Regions from separate parts of the Mus musculus genome. Here regions 1, 2, 3, 4, 6 and 7 are each linked to region 5. The links are chromatin contacts, called in public Hi-C, HiChIP or PLAC-seq and promoter capture Hi-C maps. All regions are on one chromosome and are shown on one strand. Each heading gives the region's core, a stretch centred on a gene start, on an enhancer-like site or on the middle of the called end of the contact. The rest is flanking DNA. Distances are from core to core; before and after follow the strand shown. Region 1 overlaps Magi2 (membrane associated guanylate kinase, WW and PDZ domain containing 2). Region 2 overlaps Magi2 (membrane associated guanylate kinase, WW and PDZ domain containing 2). Region 3 overlaps Magi2 (membrane associated guanylate kinase, WW and PDZ domain containing 2). Region 4 overlaps Gsap (gamma-secretase activating protein). Region 5 overlaps Magi2 (membrane associated guanylate kinase, WW and PDZ domain containing 2). Region 6 overlaps Magi2 (membrane associated guanylate kinase, WW and PDZ domain containing 2). Region 7 overlaps Magi2 (membrane associated guanylate kinase, WW and PDZ domain containing 2).

Region 1 (3,183 bases), core at 255-2,754, 830 kb after region 5:
CAACTGATGACTGCTGAAATAACGGGAACTGCCCTCTCTCCGGATGCACTCCCTAACTGGCTACCCAATACCAGGTGATCAGCCTTCCAAATGTACATATACAAGCAGCACTTTGCAGAACCAGCAGGTTGTGTTATATATGCATACATTTGTAACAATAATAATCAGGAAGAAAAAATGCAATGGGTTTGAGAGGAAGGGATAGGGACATAGGAAAGGCTGGAGAGAGGAAATTTTGAAATTATATTTAAATTAAAATTAAAACAAATAAAAATAAGCATCTAAGCAGAAGGGACTGTATAAAAGGGAATAAACTTTTTGCAAATGAATTTACATTCCTTACACCAATTATTTTCACTTTTGGTGGGAACTATACAAGAATAATTTGATTTTGAGTAGTAGGATGTCTTAGTTAGCGTTTTACTTCTGTGAAAAGACACCACAACCAAGGTAAGTTTTATAAAGGACAACATTTAATTGGGGCTGGCTTACAGGTTCAGAGGTTCAGTCCATTATCATCAAGGTGAGAACATGGCAGCATTCATACAGGTATGGTGCAGGCAGAGCTGAGAGTTCTACATCTTCATCCAAAGGTGGCTAGTGGAAGAGGGCTTCTAGGCAGCTAGGGAGAGGGTCTTTAAGCTCATGCCCACTGTGACACACGTATTCCAACAAGACCATACCTCCTAATGGTACCACTCCCTGGCCCAAGCATACACAAATCATCAGACAGGATATAGGAAGAACATTTCTTCAACCGTTTTCACATGAGAAAGACTCATTCGAGCCTGACTCAAGTGTGAGAGTATAAATGATCCTATTTTATAGAACATTAATCTGAAAAAGTGAAAGTTGAGGCTCACGGGTTTCTAAATCCAGGCTTTTTTCCTCTCTGCTTTTCATTTCTTGTATTGTCTGGATAAATCCCAATTAAAACAAACAAACAAACAAAACAAAAACAAACAAATGTTCTTTGGACACTTTGGTGACGAGACATGAAATTAAATTCAGTTACCAGGAAACTTCTTTGGTGCCATGTCAGCTGCTGTGAGCTACAGCAATAACTGTTCTGATAAGACAGGCCCCAGAATGCAACTGTGGTACGAAAGATATTGGAGTCTGCCCCACAGGAAAAGATAGTCAATGTAGGGACTTACAATTGGTCAAAATACAGGAAATGTGTGTCTGTGAAGTGCTCCCTTATAAATGGGCTTAGGAACCATTATGGGATGTGGAGGAAAGATGGTAAATCCAGTCACTGATGGACACAATCAATACAGGAGTAAACCATGCCAGGGTTGCTCTACTAGTGAACTCATAACAGCTACGGCTGCCTCCAGAAGACTTACATAAGATCATGCTGGTCAATACTCAGGCATGGAGGAGAGAGGGGCTCCCAGTTTTGGTGTCCTAGAAGCTCAGGCTAGAAATCACACAAGAATCAAGGGCCCATCTGAGGTCTAGCTGACTTAACTAGCTCATGACACTTGTGGTTTACAACTTAGAAACCTAGAGGCTTGCTTATGGTCCTAGAACTGAACTTCCCTTGATCTACAAAGAGAGCTATGACTAATAGCTGACAAAATAGAAAATTGCTTAAGCAATAGAAGTATGTTGAATTTGCATTTAAATTAGTGTTTATCATATGGGGCTCGTGTCTTAAGTTCCAACAATTAGAAACCTGAAACAATAAGATCAGATTAATGGGCAGTCCCACAAGTATCATTCCAAGGTTGGTCTGGGCTATATGAGGCTCTGTTTCCAATGTGTCAAAATAAAATAAAATAAAATAAAATAAAATAAAATAAAATAAAATAAAATAATAAAATAAAATAAAATAGCAAAATATAACCTACCAGCTGACCAAACAAAAAAACAAACAAAAACCATAAATCCCTGAGTTTTTCTACAAACAGAAATTTCAGTGGGCCCTGAGCTGGAACACTGATGAGTATTCTCTAGAAGGCTGAGATGGTTGTTACAAGTTATCAAGTTGACACAATCTAGAGCCACTTGGGAATAGAACCTGAATTAAGGACTCTCCAGATAAGGCTGTCTAAATCAGGCCTTTGGGCATGTCTCTGGGGATTGTCTTGATTGTGTTAATGGAGATCGGAAGATCTGGGCACTTCAGGTGACAACATTCCCTTGGCCAGGGACAGGCCACTGCTTAAGAGTGGAGAAAGCTAATTGAGCACCGGCATGGCTCTAGTTACTGCTCTTTGATCATGGCTGGGATCAGGTTGTGATCTCAGGGTCCTTCTGTTGAGACTCCCGAACTGAGAGACACCTGGAACTGTGACCTTAAGTAGCTGCTTTCCCCCTACATTGCTTCTGTCAAAGCATATTATGATAGCAATCAGAAAAGAAACCCAGACGAACAACAACTTGAGCTGGGTCTGTGTGGCTTTTGGGCTTATGTGAGTGGGCTACATGACTCTGTTTCCAATATGTCAAAATAAAATAGAATAAAATAAAATAAAATATAATAAAATATAATAAAGTAGCAAAATATAATGTCATTTAAAAGAACTGTCAGAGGGCAGATCAGGTTGTGAAAAATCCAGAAAAACAGTGAAACACATAACAAGAACAAGATAGAGAATCTACTTTATGAAAATAAAAGGTTTGTGTGATAAAGAAAGGTGAGTTAAATGATCAGGGTGAACAATACAGTCTTTTGTTGCTGGTGTTGAAAGTGTAAGAGCACAGTGTTCTCACCCCAGCATAACAGCCCTAATACCGTGGAGGCTACCCACCCAGGGATGGGAAAAGAGCCTTGCTTTCAGAAAGCTGTCTGACCTTAATTTTAATCAACAACAGGCTGGCATATTTTTCAGACTATGAAACTTCTCTCAGGTGCATGTCAATCACTACAGTCGGTTAAGTATGGTCCTATGTTATTTCTTGCTCAAGATGTAATATTTCTTAATCATAAATGACTTATGTATAGTTTAACATAGTGAAGACTGTAACTGTGGATCTTACTATGCCCATTCCACATCCCCAGTAATGACACGGAGACTTATATTTCTTTATAATGTGTTTGGCCTTAGCTTACGCTTTCTTTCCAACTAGCTCTTATCCTGTTAATCTATTTATACGTGTCTGTGTTCTGTCATGTGGCTGGTTACCTCTCTTCAGTTTCACATGTCTGACTTCCTTTGAGTCTGGATGGCAAAT
Region 2 (2,888 bases), core at 266-2,765, 780 kb after region 5:
CAGTCAGGGGAATTTGCCTCCATGATAGAAAAGGTGGAGAAACAGTTGGATTCCCTCAGGGAGCAGTCTGAGCAGTAGTCAGCCAAGTAGGGACCTATGCCTAGCTTCCACTTGTATGGACACCATTACATCCCGCTGGAACCGCTACTGAGATCAGAGTGTGTCTATCAGTGCAAGGGTGAATTGTATCATCACTGTGATCATATCAGTGCATGGATACCATTTTCTTAGCTGTCTCTTTTACCTCTCCAGAGGCAACTGTGAATATAGGAGCAGCTGCAACATCAGCAGTGCTGCTTTGCCAGTTGTTCAGAGGATGAACCAATTAGTGGGAATGGGTAGTAATACATGCATTTGGCAGCCATGTTTGCATAAAATGAGGGCAATTTTTAAAATAAGACAGTTTAATGCACCATCATGGCACCTGAGAGCATTGTGGAAGAAGATGATACTTCTGACAGACAACTACAGTATTCCTCTCCTCTATGATCCGAACTAGCTGACTTTCAGCTTTTCTGAGATCTTCAACCCGTTGATCCCTCACAGACTTCATGGTCCAGAAGTCCGTTCCTGACACTTTATTCTCTACATCCCCAGCATCCCTTTCTCCTTTATCATGATAGTCTATTAATGTATTCACCTTGACCTCTTTGATCCCCTTGCTTCATTAAACACACAAACCCCAGGAAAACCAGCTGTATATCTTTCACATGGCCGTCTGCTCCCAATAGACTCCAAATACTACCCAGGAATCATCCTTTTCTTCTCTATATAACTATTTCCCCCTTGTCCAGAACTGAGGGACTCTTGTTTCTTTTAATAATCTCCTTTATAGCCTCTACTTTCATCTTGTTTTAATTTTCATGAAAAAATTAATTTCATTAGAAAAGAACACTTAGAACTCCCACCACCAAATCTCCCCACCCACCTCTTTGCCAGCTGGCTTCTTGCTGCTGATAGGCCCAGGCCACACCAGCCTCTCCACCTGTACTCTGGAAGGTATGCCCTAGCTAAAGCCCTCCCACCAAAGGCTGGACATTGTGGTGTGCACCCATAATCTCAGGTACTTAGAGGGCTAGGTAGGGAGATGGCAATTCCAAGGGCAGCTTTGGTAACATAGTAAGAGCCTGTTTCAAAATAAAATATAGAAACCAAAGCTGGTGAGGTAACTTACTGGGAAAGTACCATGTATAGGCCCAGGTAGTGCAAAGATTACAAACCTACACAGAGACAGTGAAAGCAGCTCTTTCTCCAATACCATGTGCTTCCTCCTTCTTAAATCATTGTCTTTAATACATGAATGTGATCACGTTTCTCATTAAACTGAAAAAAAAATCCATCTGTTGACTCTGTTTTCTCTCCAGCACAAACCAAAAACTAAGTTTAAGGGAACTATCTGTGCTCTGTCTCCTTTTCTCTCCTTATTCTCTTGATGTCTCTGTTGCTAAATCCAGCGATCATTAGTGAATTCTCATGATGCAACCGCAGCAGCAGCAGCTGATGCGGGTACTCATGCTGTATTTAAAACATTGCTTCACCCAGCATAGAGGACACAACTGTCTCTCATTGTTCTCCTCTCTTCTGTCCGAACCTTTAGTTTTCTTCTAATCCCTTCAGCTAAATGTGACTCATTTAGCTCAGCACAGAAAATCCCCTTTAAGTCCCTTACTCTCTGCTGAGGTCCTGCCATTAAACCCAGGGCTTGGATCGCCGTAGTAAGTTAGTGAGTGCTACATGTGCACCTTTCCGGGACCTTCATTCCTGCATTCTAACCCTTTATTCCCAGTCTTCCTGGACTGCACATGAGCACAGGTAACTGAGCATGCTCAACAGCCCTGTGCTTCCCACCCTGATAGCTTCTCACTTCTGCCAAGACTTGACTCAGTTGTCAGTTTGGTGCCACCTTTCCTTATTTTCCATCCTGAGACAGCAACTCGCTTTCCTCATAGTGGCCATGATTAAACTTCACTAAGTTAACTTTTGCATTATTGGTCTCTCTCGTGAAGATTTTTTCCTCATGTGTTTATTACCATATCTCAAGCACCTGGAAAAATGCCTAAAACACAGCAGGTACTCAATAGATCACTGTAATATGAATAAAGGGGATATGTTAAAATATATTCATAAAATCCCTCTAAGCGTCATGGACACAGAAATTACTGCATTTATAATTCTGCTGATTTCTGTTTTTCTAACATTCTCTTTTATTATTCTATACAGTAAAATGTGTTTTCCTGTGCTGAGACACACTTAGGAAAAATGAAATGTGTGCTAGGTTTTTATTTTGTGGGTTTTTGTTGGTGGTACTTTGGTTTGGTTTGGTTTTGTCACTGCAAACTAAATACACCCACCATTAGACATACTTCTATGTACAAATGAGGAGAAAGTATTATGACCAGGGGGCAGTCATAAGAAGATATCCCATTATTAATGACCCTCCCCCACTCTCTTTCATCTCTCAATATCCTGCATATATCTTGACTCAGCCATTGTTCTTTAAGAAGCAACATTTTAATATCTTTTAAGTCATTTATGGGTGTGTGTGTGTGCGCGCGTGTGTGTAGTCCAGAAGAGAGTATCTGATTCCCTGGCACCAGGTATATAGGCAGTAATGGGCTGCCATATGAGTAGTGAGAATTGAACCCAAGTCCTCTAGGAAAGTAGCCAGTGTTCCTAATTGCTTAGCCATCATGTCTCTAGCTCCACAACATTCTTTATGTATCTCAGGCAACAGTGTGGTGTTTATTTTTCTATCCAAATATACTTTCCTTCTTCTGCAACTGAAGGAGGGATATTACCTCTTGGCTTTGGAAGTTCTTACTCCTCTGCAGGTCTAGGTAAAGCGACATAGCCCTCCCTCCCTGTATGCATACTCATAACAGAGTAGT
Region 3 (3,035 bases), core at 186-2,685, 650 kb after region 5:
TTCAAAATACTTTGTTCAGAGTAAGAATTTCTTTTGACTAAAGATACAAGTTGACTTTATAATATTATCTGAGTATGAAGAAAGTTAAGAAATAGATCCATTTGCCTGATGAGACACTAATGTGACCGGTAATGTCTTGGTCATTGTTTCCTTTTGAATGACACAATAAAACAAATAGATCCTGTGAACTGGATCATGAGAAGTTTCTTGCTACTTGTTGCCTCAGTTGAAAATTATAAAAATATTTCTAAAGCCTCATTAGTCGGTTATTTAAGTTTACCTGCAGGCATAGCGCCTTCAACAATAAGGAGAGAAAGCATAATTTTAAGTTTATGCACTCAGGAAGAAAGGAAAGTTGTTAGTGTTATATTAGAGAAGAAAAAACTAGAAAAGCAGGCAGAGATCTGTGAAGGTTTCTCATTCTACTAGGAAAGGCAGCCCATGTGGGGTAAAATGTGAAGAGCAATGAAGTGTTGCACAGGGGTAAGTTGCAGGTAAGCGCAATTAATACGTTGGCTGGGAAAGGTTGATGCAGATTTTCCTGAAATGGTTACTTACCTTATTTTTATGCTGAAATAATTATAGATGCTTTCCCCACTCTAAAGATTGTGAATAGAGAATTGACAGGGAAGCAAGCTTCAGCACTAACTGCAAGTCCACCCAGCATCAGGAATACAGTGGCAGGCAGCTGGGGAGGATCTGAATGGGACACGGAGATTCATCAGGGAGCTCAGCTTGAAGCACTGTCTCATAATGCCTTTTGAATACAATTTTCCTATATAGTCCATAGAGAAGTCTAAAATAAATTTTATCACTTAAATTATGGCTTCTCTATTCCAGTATTATTTCTTCTAGACCACTCCTCAAAAATGAATGGAAATGAAAGGGAGGAAATTCCACTAATTGAATTTATGCTTTATGTCCTATTGCTTAGTTTCTTAAAGGAAAGACCTTATTTGATAATTGGCTAATTAACTTCTGTATGAATAATACCTCTTTCAGAGGCTATAAAGACATCCAGTGCTTAAACTCAAAGCGCATGTCTGAAGAGAATTGAGTTTTTTCACAAAGGTTAGTTTGTTGATGCAAGATGAAAGTATATGAAGGCTGCTTGTCATTTGGTAACCATGGCAACCAGGAAATGCCAATTAGATTCTTAAGAATTCTAGTTTTAAATGAAAGAACACTGACCATTTCACCTCGAAAAGAAACAAGAATGACATCTTTAGTGTGTATGAGTCTAGAGCATAATTCCTCCTTGATTTTTGCTAGTGTTTACAATCCCATAAAATAATTTTAAAACATCACTGACTTAAAGCAAAAACCATCAGGACAACACTGTGATCCATTTCGATGTGCTGCAACTGCTACAAGATCGGCCATGTGGTGTGGAAAGAAATAGACCTAGAGCTGATCATCAAGTGCCGCTGTGTTCAAAGCAGATGGGTCATGATGAGGCCATCTGGGAAACGTCAGCATGCCCTTTTTACTATGTTCTCTCTCCTTCTTCCCAGTGTTTCTCAACTTCAGGCTAGAAAAAATAAATCTTGACAGCTAGGGCAATTCCCTTTGGAGTTGACCTTTAATTAACTCACTCTTAGGTTTCTAAGACACTCCTTCAGCTTGCAAGTTACTCATTAGCAAGTGTGAACATCATACCAGATTTGTGTGTGTGCTTCCAATAGAAACACTGTCCTTTGGCCAAGTGCCTTTAAATCAATTTTTACACAACCAGTCAGAGTAGCTTTTATTCTGCTTGGTTTTAATGATATAGCATCTAAAAATATGGTTTTGTTCAGTTCAGCTGAACTTAGTGTAAACACCCAATAGTCATATTACAATACAGTCCAGGATTCCTGGACTCAGGCCATCCTTCTGCACCCTCCTCCTGAATGCCTGAGAATACAGGCCCATGCCACTCCCCAGAAATGCTATCTGTTGAAACAAGTTCTTCAGACAAAGAGACCCAGGCATCGATTTCATGCTTCTCACATACAGGATTATATCCCTGTTGTATGTCTACCAAACAGATATTAAGGTGAGAAGTACTACTTGATTAAGGCTTGGGCTGGATAAAAGCTCAGTAGAAAAGTGCTTGCTTAGTGTGAATGAGGCCCTGACTTCAGTCTGCAGCACTACCCACCTTAGCCCTACCACACACATATGCATAAGAATGTTCATTTGTTGTCCTCCATAACTTGAGTTCAAAAACCCCAACACTAAGAAAGAAGAAAAATTCTAGGGTGGTATTTTTATGTTTTATACGTATGCACATATGATATATATATAATATACATATATATACTTTCTACCATAAGATATGTATGTTAAATGAACATATATAATATTGTCAGTACGAACATCTCATGCACTACTGACAGGAACATATCATGCACTTTGCATTAAGACAAATTAGGGCAAAGTGAATCTGTTTATTCATTCATTCATTCATTCATTCACTCATTCATTAATTTATTTATCTGTTCATCCATATAAACTATCATTGCTCTCATTGTAATTAATCTACACTCTAAATCTTGTGGTGAATGTATGTGTGTGAGATATGCGCACGTTCATGTGAGGATGCAAGCGGGCTTAATAGGTGTTGGTGTCTGTTGTGTGCACTTGTGTGTAGAGGTTAGAAGTCAGTGCCAGGTGTCTTTTGAAAGAGGGACTCTCACTAAACCTGGGGTTCCTTGATTTAGCTAAACTCACTAGCTACAGCTCCAAGAATCTGCTTGTCTAAACACCTGGAGCACAGGCTGTGGGGCAGACACTCAACCTACACAACTGTCTTTCCATGTGCTTCCCCTATCAATTCTTTTATACTGAAGCCCATCTCCTCTACCTACAAAATAGTAGCGGAAACTTTAGTTATAAAACTCAAGCTTTTCATGAAATTTTGTCTTTGCCTCACTTGTATTTACAACACAGGAAAAAAAAAATGCTGTGACTCTGGGAGCAAAACTGCACAGAATGACTCACCAAAGTAAAAGCAAACCCCCAAGGGACCTATGTACTGGAGACTTGCTCCA
Region 4 (3,075 bases), core at 92-2,591, 550 kb before region 5:
GGAGTTTTGTTTTGTTTTAGGTTTTTCTTTTTTGTTTTCTTTCTTGGTCGTTAGTTTTTTTTTCTTTTCTTTTTTTGAAAGGGTTTCTCTGTGTAGCCCTGGCTGTGTCCTGGAATTCACTCTGTAGACCGGGCTAACCTCTAACTCAGAGATCCACCTGCTCTGCCTCTCCAGTATTGAGATTAAAGGTATGTGCAACCACCCAAGGTGGTTAATATTGATTCTCACCTCTGACAGGTCTATGAGGCATAAACTAACTGGGTGGATTGAGGTGGGAAGACCAGCGCTACATGCAGTCATCACCCTTTCTTGTGGGTACTGATTGAACAGACATGGAATCCAGTGGGGCCGAAGCACTGATCGCTCCCTAACTTCTGGCTGGGGTGCAGTATAGCCAGATGTCGCCACCATGCTTTCTCTGCCTCAAAGGATTGGATGGGAGAACAGTGGGAAAATTCCCCTTCTCTCTTAAACCAATTCTTGTGGGTTTTTGGTTTTTTTTTTTTACAACAACAACAAAAAAGTAACTTATGCAAGTTCTAAATAGCATTTTCAAATGTACAATAGTAACATTTAAAATAACTAAAATTATAATGCACAATTTAGAATTAGCTACAAGCAAGAATACTATCTAGTATTTTATTTAACAGTATGGAAGGCCATTGAAATGTATAGACTTTGGGTTCAATTAAATTCAGTGTATGGGTTTTTTGGTGTTTATTTGTTTTTGTTGTTGTTTTAGTTTTTTACAATAGTCTTTATTTTAAAAATTCAGTTGCTGGTAAGTGTGGCGCTAGCCATCTGTGGTCCAAATGAGAGGCTTCTAGGCTAGCCTGAGCTAAATAGTAAATTCTTTGTCTCAAATTTAAGAAAAAAAAAAATCCAAGTCAATCTTTTCATCTGGATGTGAGAACTTGCTGCTTCCTGTTGTAGCAAGTGTTAGGGATGATTGTGACTAGAGAAGGGTAATACTTGCATCATTGCTAAAGACGAATATAAACGCACAGAGCCTTTTAAGGGAACTTATTCCAACCACAAAAAGGTTTAAAGCCACTTGGTAAACCCCAAGATAAGTCTACTATGTGGAGGTTATAACTGTGGGTTTCTCTACATTTTCTTGTGGGACTTCCTGGTGCGTTATGTGTATATCCACAAAGTCTCCTGGGCCCCAGAGAGTCTTGAGGAATAAACAAATGATTCTCTGCCCATTGGCATGGTGGCTCACACAGCAGCCGGGTAAGAACACTGCCCAGGGACCACTGCTCCCAACTCTGCCTCTCCACACCTCAGTCACAGGACAGAAGAGCAGTGGGTAACACCCAGAGGGCCCTGAGGTGTGTATTTCCTGACCCGATGGTGTAACTTGCTGGCTTCCTGCCACAGAACCACACTCTGCCCACACAGTCCTAAGTTGTCTAAAAGAAAGACAAAGTGGGTGCCTAGAAAAAGGAGAAACCCGGTCTTACCCTTGCAATTTTACACCGTAGCAAAGAAATCTATTAACTATAATCCAAAAAAAACAAGCAGAGAAGGCCTTCGGGAAATCACTACTATTATAAGTATCAAAAATTTAGAAATTAGTCAAACAACTGTGTACGGCGGTACACGCTTGCAATCCCAGCACTTGGGAATGAGGGGCAGATGGATCAGGGATTTAAGATTGTCCTCAGCTACACAGGCAATTGATGCAGGCCAGGCATATATGAGCCCATGTCTTAAAACAAAAAGAAAACAAAAAAATTTAAGTATATCAAATGCATTTGAATATTTCTCTCTTTTTTTTTTTCTTTAGACAGGGTCTCACTACTATGTAGTCCAGGCTAACCTCCACCTGAAGATCTTCCTGCCTGCATCTCCTGAGTGCCGAATTACAAGCATGCTCTTTATATGCCTCTTAAGCAAAATACAAAGTGAAAAGTGTCACAATTTAGTATGTATTTCCCAATGTCTGTTGCCTAAATTAAATGTAATGCTCTGAATACCTTCTTAATATACCTCCTGCTTCATGACCAAGCACACTACTCCACCATCTACCTGAAAGGGGAAGAGGCAGGTGCTGCAGGCCGCCTCTCACAGAACAGCACTCTAGTGCATCACCGCCTACCGTAAAGGCGTCTAGACCAACAGGAAGCATCACTTTGCTTCGCCCTGAAGCTTTTGAGTTGCCTAATTTTCTTTATAAATCTTTATAAAAAACAAGAAAAGGGGTCCCAAAAGTCAAACTGTACCAAGTATTACCACAGTGGTCTAGCTATTACTCATTCATAAAACCTATTAAATACTTGAAACTGGTGAATGAAGGAGTAAAAGTGTCCTTTTATAAAATATGATCACTGAGGTTCTGTTCTGCCTGCCAGAAGAGTGACAGCCACCCTGTGTCTGCCACATCAAGCCTATTGCTTTATGTAAATACTTCCAGCCAATGGAAGAGAGTTACTGCGGACAGAGCATCCTTGGCCAAGGGGCTTAGTGGCACAAGTGAATCAGATTTGGCTTTTAAAAAATTTTAGATTTTGAAATCCTTCATATACATGAGGTCTTTTAGTGAGAAAAGAGAAATCTAAACATGAAATGTCTTTCAAAACACACACACACACTTTAGAAATATGCCTTTGAGTGTTCCCAAAGCATCCAACTTTTACTAACACAATAATACTCCTTTTGCATATGCATTTCAGAATATATGCATGTATGTATATAGGATTTTACCACATAGGATAAATTTTTCATATGTGGCACCATATTAACCTTTAAAATGCTCCAGATTTTACAGCAGTTAGATTTTGAGTTTTCTGGTTGTTTATACCCATCTGACAAGAAATTTCACTTCAGCTGCTTGTCAGTCAAAACAGAAGTGAAATTATAAAGCTGGTCACCGTAACAGGAATGATCTCCCCCTTCCCACAGTGGTGAGCACCGAGATTTTGTCACTTACTGTGTTCCAAGTCAGCACAGAGGAGTATTGTAGGAGCATGCCCATGTCGTCCAGCTCTGCATACACACTCCAATAGGAGGAAGCTGAGACATTAGAAACAGAGAAGTCGGCATAGTGATTTAACCAAATCCAGCAAACCG
Region 5 (3,160 bases), core at 626-3,125:
TGTGCTTTGTTTATGATGAATGTGTTTCATTTTGGAAATTACTTTTACAAGCTGCAATACCCTTCACTTGAGGCTTCTGACCATATTTGCTTGTGGAACAACTATCTTTATGTACGATGGAAATTAAACTAGGTAGTGTCCAGAGAGTGGGAAGACTCATTGAGACAGCAGTTACATGTGACCTGGCGTGATGGACCCGGCTTCCCTCTTACTCAACAAGTACTTGTGTAAGGAGCAGAATATCTGAAGAGTTGAAGCCTCAGTTATACAAAACATATTCATGACAAAATGCCTTCAGACATTTTGTCTTTAAATATGTGCAGCTACAATAAATACCAATGGATAGCTGACTAATGTTAACGTTTGACAGTTTTTACTGCAGGGACAATCGCTGACCTGCGATGGTAACCCGGGGACATAAAGGTGCATCTATAGATTGTTAGTGTAACAAAAAGCATTAGCAAATTGGAGGCGAAAAGCTACAGGTGGAAACAAAAAGGAGATCAAATAAGGAAAGCAGAAAGGAATGCCAAAGGACTTATGTTCTTTAATGAAAATAAATTAGTTATCATAATGCTTTCAATATTAGAGATTCTAATTTGAGAAATATAGGACAAATACTTTGTCAAAGTGCAAATGAAGAGCTTTAAAATAAGACAATCAAATAGGTAAAATAGAAGATTGCTAACAGAGCAGCTACGTATCTCTGAGTGCCTGGGATGACAGGAAGCCTTTTCAGGAAGGAACTGCAGCGTTGTCAATCTCGATTAAACAGATTATGGTCTTTTGATTATCAAACTCATTATTTTAGAGGCAACCAATTAGGATCTACGAGCTAACCTGCAAAATTCTGACTTACGGCAAACTGCTCCCTAGGATACAATTTTTAAAACCTTTTTTCCCTACTACTGAAAATGTACAGAAATGTGACTTGACCACAGAAATGGCAGTAAAAAAGGCATCACACCAATGAATTCACTAGGTTTCTAACTCATCCTGCAGTAGGCAGGGGACGCTGCTGCTAATACCGTTGGTGGATGCTGAAGGGGGAGCCATGGAAACGTAGCATGGGAGAACAGTTCTGGATGTTTCAAAGAAACCCTTTATCCCCTGTCTAGATATGTCAAGAACGATTTATTTACAACACTTTAGATCAATTAAAAGATATAATCTTGTCTCAGTTTCCGCTTGCTCCGTGCAGTTTGATTTTTTTTTAAGGCGATATTCCAGTTTGTGATTGCTCTGAACTTGTCCAGTTTCTTGATATAAAGTTTGGATGACATCCAAATCCTTCATGCAGTGGGGGGAACTTTTTTCTTTTTCTCTTTTTGAATCTAAAGCTACACTGCACTGTCTCTCTGTGATGTTTGCGTGATTTTGGTTCTTCCGTAGCTGCCAAAGCTCCCACCATGGAACCGGGGGCTTTAGGATCAGTTTAGGTCTGCCTGCGCGCACACCGTGCCGTGCCGCCTACGCGCGTCGCACGCCGGCGCTCCCGGGCTTCGGCGCCTCGTATAGATCTATGCGTGTGACAGTGGAAATAAATTAAAACGCCGTGAGACGGAACCCAGGAAGATCGGCCTGCGTGGAGGCGGGCGGGGGCCCCTCGCCTTGGGGCTCATCTGCCCGCGGCCGAGGCGCCAGGCTGCAGGGCGCCCGGCAGCTTGTCGGAGCCCGGCACCTTCCAGGGCCCCGGCGCCATCGTCGCCTTGCGCGCTGGGCCGCCCCCCGTGGGCCGCGCTGCGGGTCGGGCCCCCGAGCGCACACCCACCTTGGCCTCGGCCTCCCGCGCGCCCGCGGCCCCGAGGCCCTCACGCCGGCCGCGCAGCGCCTCCTTCCCGTCGGCCGCCTCCGAGGCGGGCCTGCCGGCCTCGGGCCGCCCCTGGCCGCCGGGCACCTCCTCCAGCCTGGGCCGCGCACTGCGCTGCGGGCTCGCCGAGCGCTCCCTCTGCTCCCCCAGGCGCTGCTTCTTCTGGCCGCCGGCCGAAAGCTCCTTTGGTTTCCTAACGTCGTGTTCCCTTTGGATATCCCAAGTTGGGTCTGGGCCTATCTGGTGGGAAGGGTCGGAGGGTGGGGCTGGATGTGATGGAGAGAATGGAGAGAGGATGTCTTCGAGGGAGACGCCTACTTCCGGCAGGCCTGGGGCGGCGGCAGCGGCAGCACTCCAGGCGTGGGGTTCGTCTGTGGACAGGAAGCACAGGCGTTAGGGCGCGCCGCGTCCCCGCGCTCCAGCTAACTCCCCCACCCCCATGCCGGGGACCCGGGCTGGCAGCCAGGCGGCTGCTCTCAAGGGCCCCGCCACATCCCTCAACTGCCCAGAGGGCAGCCAGCCGCACCCCGGGGTTCCGTCCCCCACCCGTCCCGGGCAGCCATCGCTCAAGAGTTCAAGGCACAGCTCGGGCCTAATCCCTTTGCCTCAGTCTGCTCTTAATTTCTGGGGTCACGCCTAGCATGGCCACTGACTTGGCAATAAATCACCGGTTCTCAGACCTCACTGTGGAAATACAAGTTGCCCAGCGACCCAGCCCAGCAGGTCCCAGCAGTATAGAGACCAGGTGCTCCTCTGTTTTTAGCAGGCCTTCTGCGATTCTTGGGATGGATCTGAGTCCTCCTCAAAGGAGTTGGGTGTGTGATTTTCTCAGCCGTTAGGTGTCGCTCAAAGCATAGTTCTCAGCAATTGCCTAATAACCTTGGGATTTGGATTGATTCATCTGAAAACTATCATTGCTTTCTTGCCCGAAAAGAAAATCATTGTCTTTGATTTTTTTTTTTTTTTTTTTTTGTAGTTTTAACATGGATGGCTCCTAGACTAAGATAAACGGGACTGATTCTAGAAAGCCTAGCTTTAAGGCCATTGAGGATTTACTCTGTTGCCTTCCAAGCAACTATGTTGACTTTCCAAAAAAGTATATATAACATAAAACAAAACACTGGCCGGAAACCAAGTAGGGGGCAGATGTGTTGGATTCAGTGAGTTAGTTATGACCACCAGCAATAACATTTCCCTGGAATTTTCTTACCCCAAGGCAAAATCAAGCAGGGAAATTCAATACAGGAACCCTTGATATTTGTGAGGAAAATGTCTCATGACCTTTGAAAAGATCTTAAGTTTTATAATTCTCAGAATGTTATTTTCTCTAAGGAATTAGTATATGAGTGG
Region 6 (3,281 bases), core at 430-2,929, 730 kb after region 5:
ACGACTAACTTTTATGTTGGGTTGTTGGATCAAAACTTGAATTTCTCCAGTTTGTGCAGCGAACAATTTACCCACTGAGCCATCTCCCTGCCCTCCAGTTCAATCCCTGAGAACCAGCTAATTCATGCTTTTTAACCAATAGAAGACCAGTTAGGCCTGACGCTTGGGAGAATAAGACTATTTTTAACGTGGTAAAAATGCTTCCTGTTGTTTCCAATTCCCTGGGCACAAGATTCGTGTGAGCCTAGATTAGGATGCACAGTTAATCATGCCAGGTAGCAGTTCATATAGCAATCCCAGTGCCCAGTGGGGATATAGAGCCTGTGTGATGCTATCAAAGAACATCTGGGTCCCACGAGATCTAGAAAGCTTAGCCCTGGCTACACCACCACCCCACTGTCTGGGGTTAGACTAGGAATATGAGGGCTCTGCTCATCTATTGGAGAATATATTCAGCAATACAAAACATCAGAACACTGTCTCTGGAGAAAGCAGATGAACAGCTAGATTTACCTGAAAATAGAATCCCACAGCTTTCGAATGTCTTAGATAGTCAATTTCTCTGGATATTCTTTGTGAACTAATTAATGGAATGTGAAAGCAATCTCTGTAATCCGATGCATGCCATTTCAAACTATTTCAGGGAATTGCGAGTTCTAATACAAACATGTAAAATTGTGAAAAATAATACTTAATTGTTTTTCTAGTACAATAACCTTAAGCTGCTTTTATTAAAATGAAGGCAAGAAGAACAATAACTGACCTTCAAATAACATCCGCATTGTGTGGATAGACTGTGTGAGAATGTGTTCCCAAAGTTCATAAAAGCTAAGTTGCTGTTAGTCTTGCATTATGGAAAGTAGGAGTAGCCAGATTTTTTTTTTTTTTTAATTTAGATAGAAATACTGCAGCATGCATGGTTCACACAAGAACTTAACTGCAGAAAAATAGCTAGGGTACAACTCTCACCATCTTCCTTGCAAAGACAAAGGTTGTGCCAAGGGCTTGGAAGTCTCTAGCTGCTAATAATAGCTCATTCTATCCATTAAACCTGCCTCGCCATCTCAGGTGTTTGACATATGAGGTGCCTGGCAACAGGGCTATCAAGAGTTCCATTACTGGGTACTTACTCTCCCCAAACTCTGACAGTGTGCACAGAATTTAATTTAGGCCATCTCTCTCTCTCTCTCTCTCTCTCTCTCTCTCTCTCTCTCTCTCTCTCTCTCTCTCTCTCTTTTAATGTTGTTCAAAAATCTGAAAAGCTTAAAGAGAAGTTATAAGCAAAATACAATTTAATGTCTTTGTGACTTTTTTTGTGTTATATAATTCATCAGTTACAATCTTAGTTGTATCAGTATTTAAGCACAACAACCTTGCTGTAGTCAAACACCATGTATCAAATGGCTTCATTTCTATATTTAGAAATGAAGAAACGAGTCACACTGATAATGATGCATCAGCATAGAACTGTGGTTAGAGAATTTTCTCCAAAGTGAAGATAAATTCTTTCTTATGTAAATACATCAAAGTATATCTAATTAACTGTATATAAAATCATAAATAAGTCATGCTTTGTAGAAGGATAATTTGGAAGCAATATTTGGAGGAATGCAGTGGCAATGACTCACAGACGACTTATTTTTCCTCTTAGACTGTAAAAGGTGGCGAGTCACACTGATTGAGCACTTTCTAGGTCCCAGTCACACAGCCCTGTGTATGTGGCAATCCCACCACATCCTAGGAGCAGATCTATGGGGCTGGAGCTATGACTGGTCTCATTTGATACATAAAGACACTGAGAAGACTCAGTTAACTTTGAGGATTGAAAGCTGGGCAATCCAAATTTACAATTAGTCCTTTCGACTATTACTTCTCTAATTTATATATGTGAAAAATTATAGCTTATGAAATTTATTCATGATACGCTAAGATAGTCTCTTACATTTAAATAATGAAGATCATGCAAAATGGTCTGCTTTATTTTATAAGTTGGCACCAAATGTGAAGCAGCTTAGTGATGTACAACTGTTATGGGAAGAGATGTTTCTGAGCCACTTAGACACTGGGGAACTCAAGCCATTTTAATTCAGAGCCCAGACAGAATAATTTCAAAAGAAAAAGTTGTTTCTTTCATCAGAAACGTAAACTTAATTACCCACTTTTCTGTTTTAGAGGAAAAGTTCTATGCACATCCCTAATTATGACTTGTGGTTCCAGACAGATAGAACAACATCGCACAAGATTGTTTTAGCATTAATTTGCTTCTTTGAGGAAAAATCTGTGATTCGATGCAAAGCAGTGTGTACAAATCATTGTATGGGGTGAGCATCTGAAATGGAGGCTTAACATCTGTCTAATCACAGCCTAGAACTAAAGTGTGGTAGGAAAAAAAAAAATTGGCTCTAGTGTTGGAAAAGCTGACTTTGACCTGAACTCTGGTAAGCTTTTATATGATCACTAAGTCCATATTTTGTCAACCAGAAAAGACTTCCCAGGCCAAGCATTCCATTTGCATTCTTATTCTTGTCCACACTACAGTGCACCCCTCTGTTGCTGGGTCCTCTCGGGTAAAAGCTAAGTTTTAGATTATCTATGCAAGGTGCACACACTTGTACTCCCAAAGACATAATAAAGTCTGTATCTAGTGAGCTGCCGAAGAACGATCCAGACACTATAAGAATTAATCTCAGACAGTCCTCTTCAAAGTTAACCATCTCACTTTTCTTCATGTTCTCTCACTAAAAGCAGATTTAACTAATATTTTGGGTTACCTCAAACTTTAACTGCTATAAAATAAAAGTTGGATATCTCTATATTGTGAGGGGGGTAAGTACATATGGGAACTTGAAAAGAACATTTTAGAATAGGTTAGTTTATTTTTATTTTGAAATTAAAGCTATCCAGCTTTCCATTCATTCAGAAAATTTCTAAATCTTTAAGTTGTGAGAATTCTGTAAAGTACTTTAAAGGGAGTACTCTAAGGAATTCAATGGCAGTTTGATGACAATTCAGAAACACACTTTCCTACATTCACATTTTTAAAAACATGCTCAGTTTCACACATGTACATTTTAAATTGCAGCTGATTTTGCTCTGATGTGCCTTTTGCCATCTCCTCCCTCTCCAGCTGAAGCCATTCTCGCACCAAGCCCCTTTCCTGCTTTCCTGTTAGCCTTGGCAAAGGAATCAATTTTATCAAGGATAAAGGAATACATTTGCTCAAATGAGCTGTGTCAGCTACCACCCTCTGAGGACTAGAATTTTCAAGTCCAACCTACAAA
Region 7 (3,175 bases), core at 457-2,956, 570 kb after region 5:
GGAGGCAAAAGAAAGGCTGCTAACAGACATCATGCTAACAGAACATAGTGCTAAAGGGACATCGAGACCTACGGACCCGGGAATGCTACCAAAGCAGAAGGAACAGACCAATGGGTGGACGGGCCAGTGGATTTTCTGCAGGTACAGTCAGAGTCAGGGAAAGGAGAAACCTCAAGAAGCAGGTCACATCCAAGAGAACCTCCATGATACAATACTCTGAAAACATTAATTTTATTAACACTCTGAAAAGTTTTATATGATAACATCAAAAGCTTATCATTCACTGTAATCTCAGGTCCATGGCAGATATTTTTTCTTATTGATAGCTAATATTTTATAATATTTATAAAGTTACTATTTAATAGCATTGAGACCTAGGAAAATCATGCAACCTAATGCTTAAATAGCAGGATGAGATTTCACTTAGCTCCTGTGATAGTCTTTTTATTTACATATGGAAAAGAACCAAATCTTATTTGGAGCTCATTTCTCTGTTTTGCAATATGAGATTTTTCAAAGTTTGACTTACTATCAAACCTGCAGTCTACTGTGTTATTAAACAGCAATTGATATAAAACATCGACAGGGACATTCATAAAGAAGCAAAACAAACAAACAAAAAACCCAGGCTTTCATCTTAATATAGAATAATCAACTTGATCTAGAAAAAGCAATACTAAAAGAACAGACTCCTTTGTCTATACTTAGCCTTGATATTTGATTTATTTTTTATTTATATTTTTCTTCTGTCTATTTTACTATTTTAGAAAATGGACCCCATGGAATAGGTTCTTTGGATTCTGATTAAAAAAAAATGGGATTCCTTTATGTACTTGGTGAATGCTGGATAAAAAAGAAGTGGAACTGTAAGTCTCAATTCCTTGTAAGTCTCCCAGACAACAAGGAGCCCACAGAGATGCCCACAAACACTCACAACACAAACTGGTGTAATTTTTTCTCTCTCACAGAAATTTCTGATTTAATACATAGTGCACATAGCAACTATCTAGTAAGAACTATGGATGTGAAGGAAGGACCGGAGAGCAGATCAACCTTTTAAGTGGGTTGTAATTGCATTCATAACTGTGAGCATTTTGTAGATCTTTCTGATACCCATTATTGTCTCTCTTCTCTACTTAACTATATAATTCCTTTAGCCATCTTTATTCCTTCTATATCACTGGTTTCCAAGTCTTTACTGGATTGTTTTAACCACATAGACACATGGTAGAATACTTCTCATCACTAATAATAAAAAAAAGCCTTTATACTCACTCCCAGGAAAACACATAATTCTTTCTACTTTATGACCTGTCTGTCAGTATAAGTGAATATTATGGAATCATTAATAACTTTTTATAGATTTTAAATTTAAGATCATCAATATAGAACAAAGTTCAGCCAGCAGAGTTCAAGCAACATTAGTTCTCTAGGTAATAGGATGTTGGGGAGAAAAAAAGAGAAATATTTCATGGGCAGATTAGGTGGGTACAATATTAACCAAGCAAAAGAGAAGTGTTTATGAAAGAGAGTTCAATATGTCAATACCTACTGAGTGTGACTGTTTCAGGGGAGGAACCACACTTCCCAGTAGGTGATAGGAACAAGATGTCACAGGAAACCCTTCAACCTCTTAGAGTGTCCCGTTTGGCTATGAGTTCATAGACCACAATGAGAAATGCTAGGCAAGAGTGACTGCCAGAAGGGCTTAATCCCCAAACTGCTCTGTCTTGAGCAATAGCAACACAAAATATAATAGAATTCTTGGTGGAAGTCACTTATGCCTCCTCTTGCTTGTGGGTTTTGAGGAATCTTTGGATTCCTTTCCCATTATTCTGTGCCTTAAATTCATTCACACTGGATTTGTCAGCCATAATCCTTAGGTTTTGATGTTACAAGTTGAGCTGTAACAATTCAATATCAAACTTTTTTTAAGTAAAGAAATATTCTGAGATGGCAGCAAATCTTTGTTGCTTAAGTTTGTACATATTTTAGTCTGCATAAATAAAATTGCACAAGTTTTAGTTATATGTTCATTTTACAGGCTGGTTTTATAATCACCATTATCTTCTTGAAATAAAATGCTCTCTGTCATGTCGATTTACTTTAAATAAACAAGTTCCCCTGGTGTGTTTTAGAATCACAATTACCTTCACTTCCCAATGTGTAAATTATAGATAAAGAAACCTTATAAGTTTCCTGCAGATATAGCATTTCCAACGAGAGAGAGAAGAATCTAATCAAATGTGATCTCCAGGTCTAGTTCTTATCATTAATACTAGAGTAACTGGGGAAAATGGGCCATTCTGGATCCTGCTCTCTGTTAAGCTGCATTCAGTGTAATATGCTTTGGAATGGATATTGGATTTCAATAAAGAACATTTGGGTAATTTGAAACCCAGTAAGCAAGGATGGGATCCAAATTTATGATGGCTCCAGGATCCTTGAAATAGCAACTTCTGCCAGATCAAATACAATTTAAATGGGTTGCAGACTTCTGTGGAAGTGTTTATAGAGCATCTTACATTTGGAAAGTGCTTTTAGCCATTTATAATAGCCATGCTGGGTGTTCCACAATGAAAAGGACAGTTTAATAGCACAACTAACATTCAAGATACCTTACGGAAAATTATTCTAACTTGTTTTTTTTCATATTTGTTAACAACAACAAATGAAGCAGATAAGAGAGGAAGAAAACATAGAGCTTTTAGAAAAATATATGTAGGGAAGAGGTGAGTTTAATTCTTCATAATGAGCTTCCAATCTTCAGCCTATAGTTTGTCTAGTGAATTAGTATCTTCCCCTAATTATCTGGTATGAAAGATGAGGTTGGGATTTTTTTTTCTTTAAAACCAGACTACATATTTTTGGCAGTATTTAAAACTTTTATTCTGTAGCTCTGGTAAGTTTCCAAGGAATTTAAAATTTTACTTTTTTATGTGGTAAAGTTATATTATGCACTGAAATTCCACACACATTACTTCTCAGTATAAGTCCAATGTTCTTCCACTTTTTGTAAACATATACAGATGGAAAATGGTAAAGATGGGGTTTGATAAACAAATGGTCTGTAAGACCACAAAGCAGAAGAAAAGGAAAGACCTACTTCTAACACGAAATAAGAGGCCAGAAAGAGAATAATTCAGAAGGAAGAATAAATCTGTTTGTCGCTTGT

Evidence for each region. Promoter capture Hi-C pulls out the DNA fragments that hold promoters and counts their contacts. Hi-C and Micro-C count contacts between places; a contact is called where the count stands out from the background. HiChIP or PLAC-seq counts read pairs in DNA pulled down with a chosen protein or histone mark.
Region 1: a contact with region 5 is called in an H3K4me3 HiChIP or PLAC-seq map of bone marrow-derived macrophages, with 9 times the contacts expected there. The contact joins two enhancer-like sites. A contact is called at or near these places in 1 of 15 datasets of contacts at CTCF or cohesin (pro-B cells), 1 of 484 Hi-C or Micro-C datasets (regulatory T cells) and 9 of 115 datasets of contacts at active chromatin or transcription factors (acute myeloid leukemia, bone marrow-derived macrophages, embryonic forebrain and 4 more).
Region 2: an H3K27ac HiChIP or PLAC-seq map of SST interneurons shows a contact between it and region 5, with 9 times the contacts expected there. The contact joins two enhancer-like sites. A contact is called at or near these places in 5 of 484 Hi-C or Micro-C datasets (cerebellum, cerebral cortex, cortical neurons and 2 more), 13 of 115 datasets of contacts at active chromatin or transcription factors (SST interneurons, bone marrow-derived macrophages, embryonic basal ganglia and 7 more) and 1 of 9 other capture datasets (embryonic stem cells).
Region 3: a contact with region 5 is called in a promoter capture Hi-C map of second pharyngeal arch cranial neural crest, with 2.3 times the contacts expected there. The contact joins two enhancer-like sites. A contact is called at or near these places in 7 of 39 promoter capture datasets (cranial neural crest, frontonasal cranial neural crest, hippocampal neurons and 4 more) and 10 of 115 datasets of contacts at active chromatin or transcription factors (SST interneurons, T-cell acute lymphoblastic leukemia, astrocytes and 5 more).
Region 4: a Hi-C map of B cells shows a contact between it and region 5, with 3 times the contacts expected there. The contact joins two enhancer-like sites. A contact is called at or near these places in 1 of 39 promoter capture datasets (pre-B cells) and 2 of 484 Hi-C or Micro-C datasets (B cells and embryonic stem cells).
Region 6: an H3K4me3 HiChIP or PLAC-seq map of bone marrow-derived macrophages shows a contact between it and region 5, with 3 times the contacts expected there. The contact joins two enhancer-like sites. A contact is called at or near these places in 1 of 15 datasets of contacts at CTCF or cohesin (pro-B cells), 5 of 115 datasets of contacts at active chromatin or transcription factors (bone marrow-derived macrophages, embryonic forebrain, embryonic midbrain and 2 more) and 1 of 9 other capture datasets (embryonic stem cells).
Region 7: a contact with region 5 is called in a Hi-C map of adipose-derived mesenchymal stem cells, with 2.0 times the contacts expected there. The contact joins two enhancer-like sites. A contact is called at or near these places in 5 of 39 promoter capture datasets (cranial neural crest, hippocampal neurons, liver and 1 more), 1 of 484 Hi-C or Micro-C datasets (adipose-derived mesenchymal stem cells), 6 of 115 datasets of contacts at active chromatin or transcription factors (embryonic forebrain, embryonic limb bud, embryonic stem cells and 2 more) and 1 of 9 other capture datasets (embryonic stem cells).

Annotation. Positions count from the first base shown.
Region 1 is chr5:19,866,947-19,870,129 of GRCm38.p6, reverse strand. All of the region lies in intron 2 of Magi2 (membrane associated guanylate kinase, WW and PDZ domain containing 2), which reads right to left. Among named protein-coding and RNA genes, the nearest start is that of Gm52765, 100 kb to the right of the region's middle. Within about 2 kb of position 1,504, at least 2 of the 459 cell types and tissues checked have an H3K27ac peak or open chromatin away from gene starts, as enhancers often do. A contact at or near this core is called in bone marrow-derived macrophages, where this site is marked.
Region 2 is chr5:19,918,933-19,921,820 of GRCm38.p6, reverse strand. The region is part of intron 2 of Magi2 (membrane associated guanylate kinase, WW and PDZ domain containing 2); the gene reads right to left. Among named protein-coding and RNA genes, the nearest start is that of Gm52765, 150 kb to the right of the region's middle. Within about 2 kb of position 1,515, at least 3 of the 459 cell types and tissues checked have an H3K27ac peak or open chromatin away from gene starts, as enhancers often do. A contact at or near this core is called in SST interneurons, where this site is marked.
Region 3 is chr5:20,055,136-20,058,170 of GRCm38.p6, reverse strand. The region is part of intron 2 of Magi2 (membrane associated guanylate kinase, WW and PDZ domain containing 2); the gene reads right to left. Among named protein-coding and RNA genes, the nearest start is that of Gm23570, 36 kb to the left of the region's middle. Within about 2 kb of position 1,435, at least 15 of the 459 cell types and tissues checked have an H3K27ac peak or open chromatin away from gene starts, as enhancers often do. A contact at or near this core is called in hippocampal neurons and second pharyngeal arch cranial neural crest, where this site is marked.
Region 4 is chr5:21,253,902-21,256,976 of GRCm38.p6, reverse strand. It overlaps Gsap (gamma-secretase activating protein), which reads right to left. Exons shown (of 31, transcript NM_175437.3): 18 at 2,936-3,018. Among named protein-coding and RNA genes, the nearest start is that of Gsap, 69 kb to the right of the region's middle. Within about 2 kb of position 1,341, at least 94 of the 459 cell types and tissues checked have an H3K27ac peak or open chromatin away from gene starts, as enhancers often do. A contact at or near this core is called in B cells, where this site is marked.
Region 5 is chr5:20,701,091-20,704,250 of GRCm38.p6, reverse strand. Magi2 (membrane associated guanylate kinase, WW and PDZ domain containing 2) reads right to left here. Exons shown (of 23, transcript NM_001170746.1): 23 at 1-2,181. The coding sequence ends at 2,125. Among named protein-coding and RNA genes, the nearest start is that of Gm52763, 21 kb to the right of the region's middle. Within about 2 kb of position 1,875, at least 415 of the 459 cell types and tissues checked have an H3K27ac peak or open chromatin away from gene starts, as enhancers often do. A contact at or near this core is called in B cells, SST interneurons, adipose-derived mesenchymal stem cells and 3 more, where this site is marked.
Region 6 is chr5:19,968,684-19,971,964 of GRCm38.p6, reverse strand. All of the region lies in intron 2 of Magi2 (membrane associated guanylate kinase, WW and PDZ domain containing 2), which reads right to left. Among named protein-coding and RNA genes, the nearest start is that of Gm23570, 120 kb to the left of the region's middle. Within about 2 kb of position 1,679, at least 13 of the 459 cell types and tissues checked have an H3K27ac peak or open chromatin away from gene starts, as enhancers often do. A contact at or near this core is called in bone marrow-derived macrophages, where this site is marked.
Region 7 is chr5:20,133,487-20,136,661 of GRCm38.p6, reverse strand. The region is part of intron 3 of Magi2 (membrane associated guanylate kinase, WW and PDZ domain containing 2); the gene reads right to left. Among named protein-coding and RNA genes, the nearest start is that of Gm25761, 21 kb to the right of the region's middle. Within about 2 kb of position 1,706, at least 4 of the 459 cell types and tissues checked have an H3K27ac peak or open chromatin away from gene starts, as enhancers often do. A contact at or near this core is called in adipose-derived mesenchymal stem cells, where this site is marked.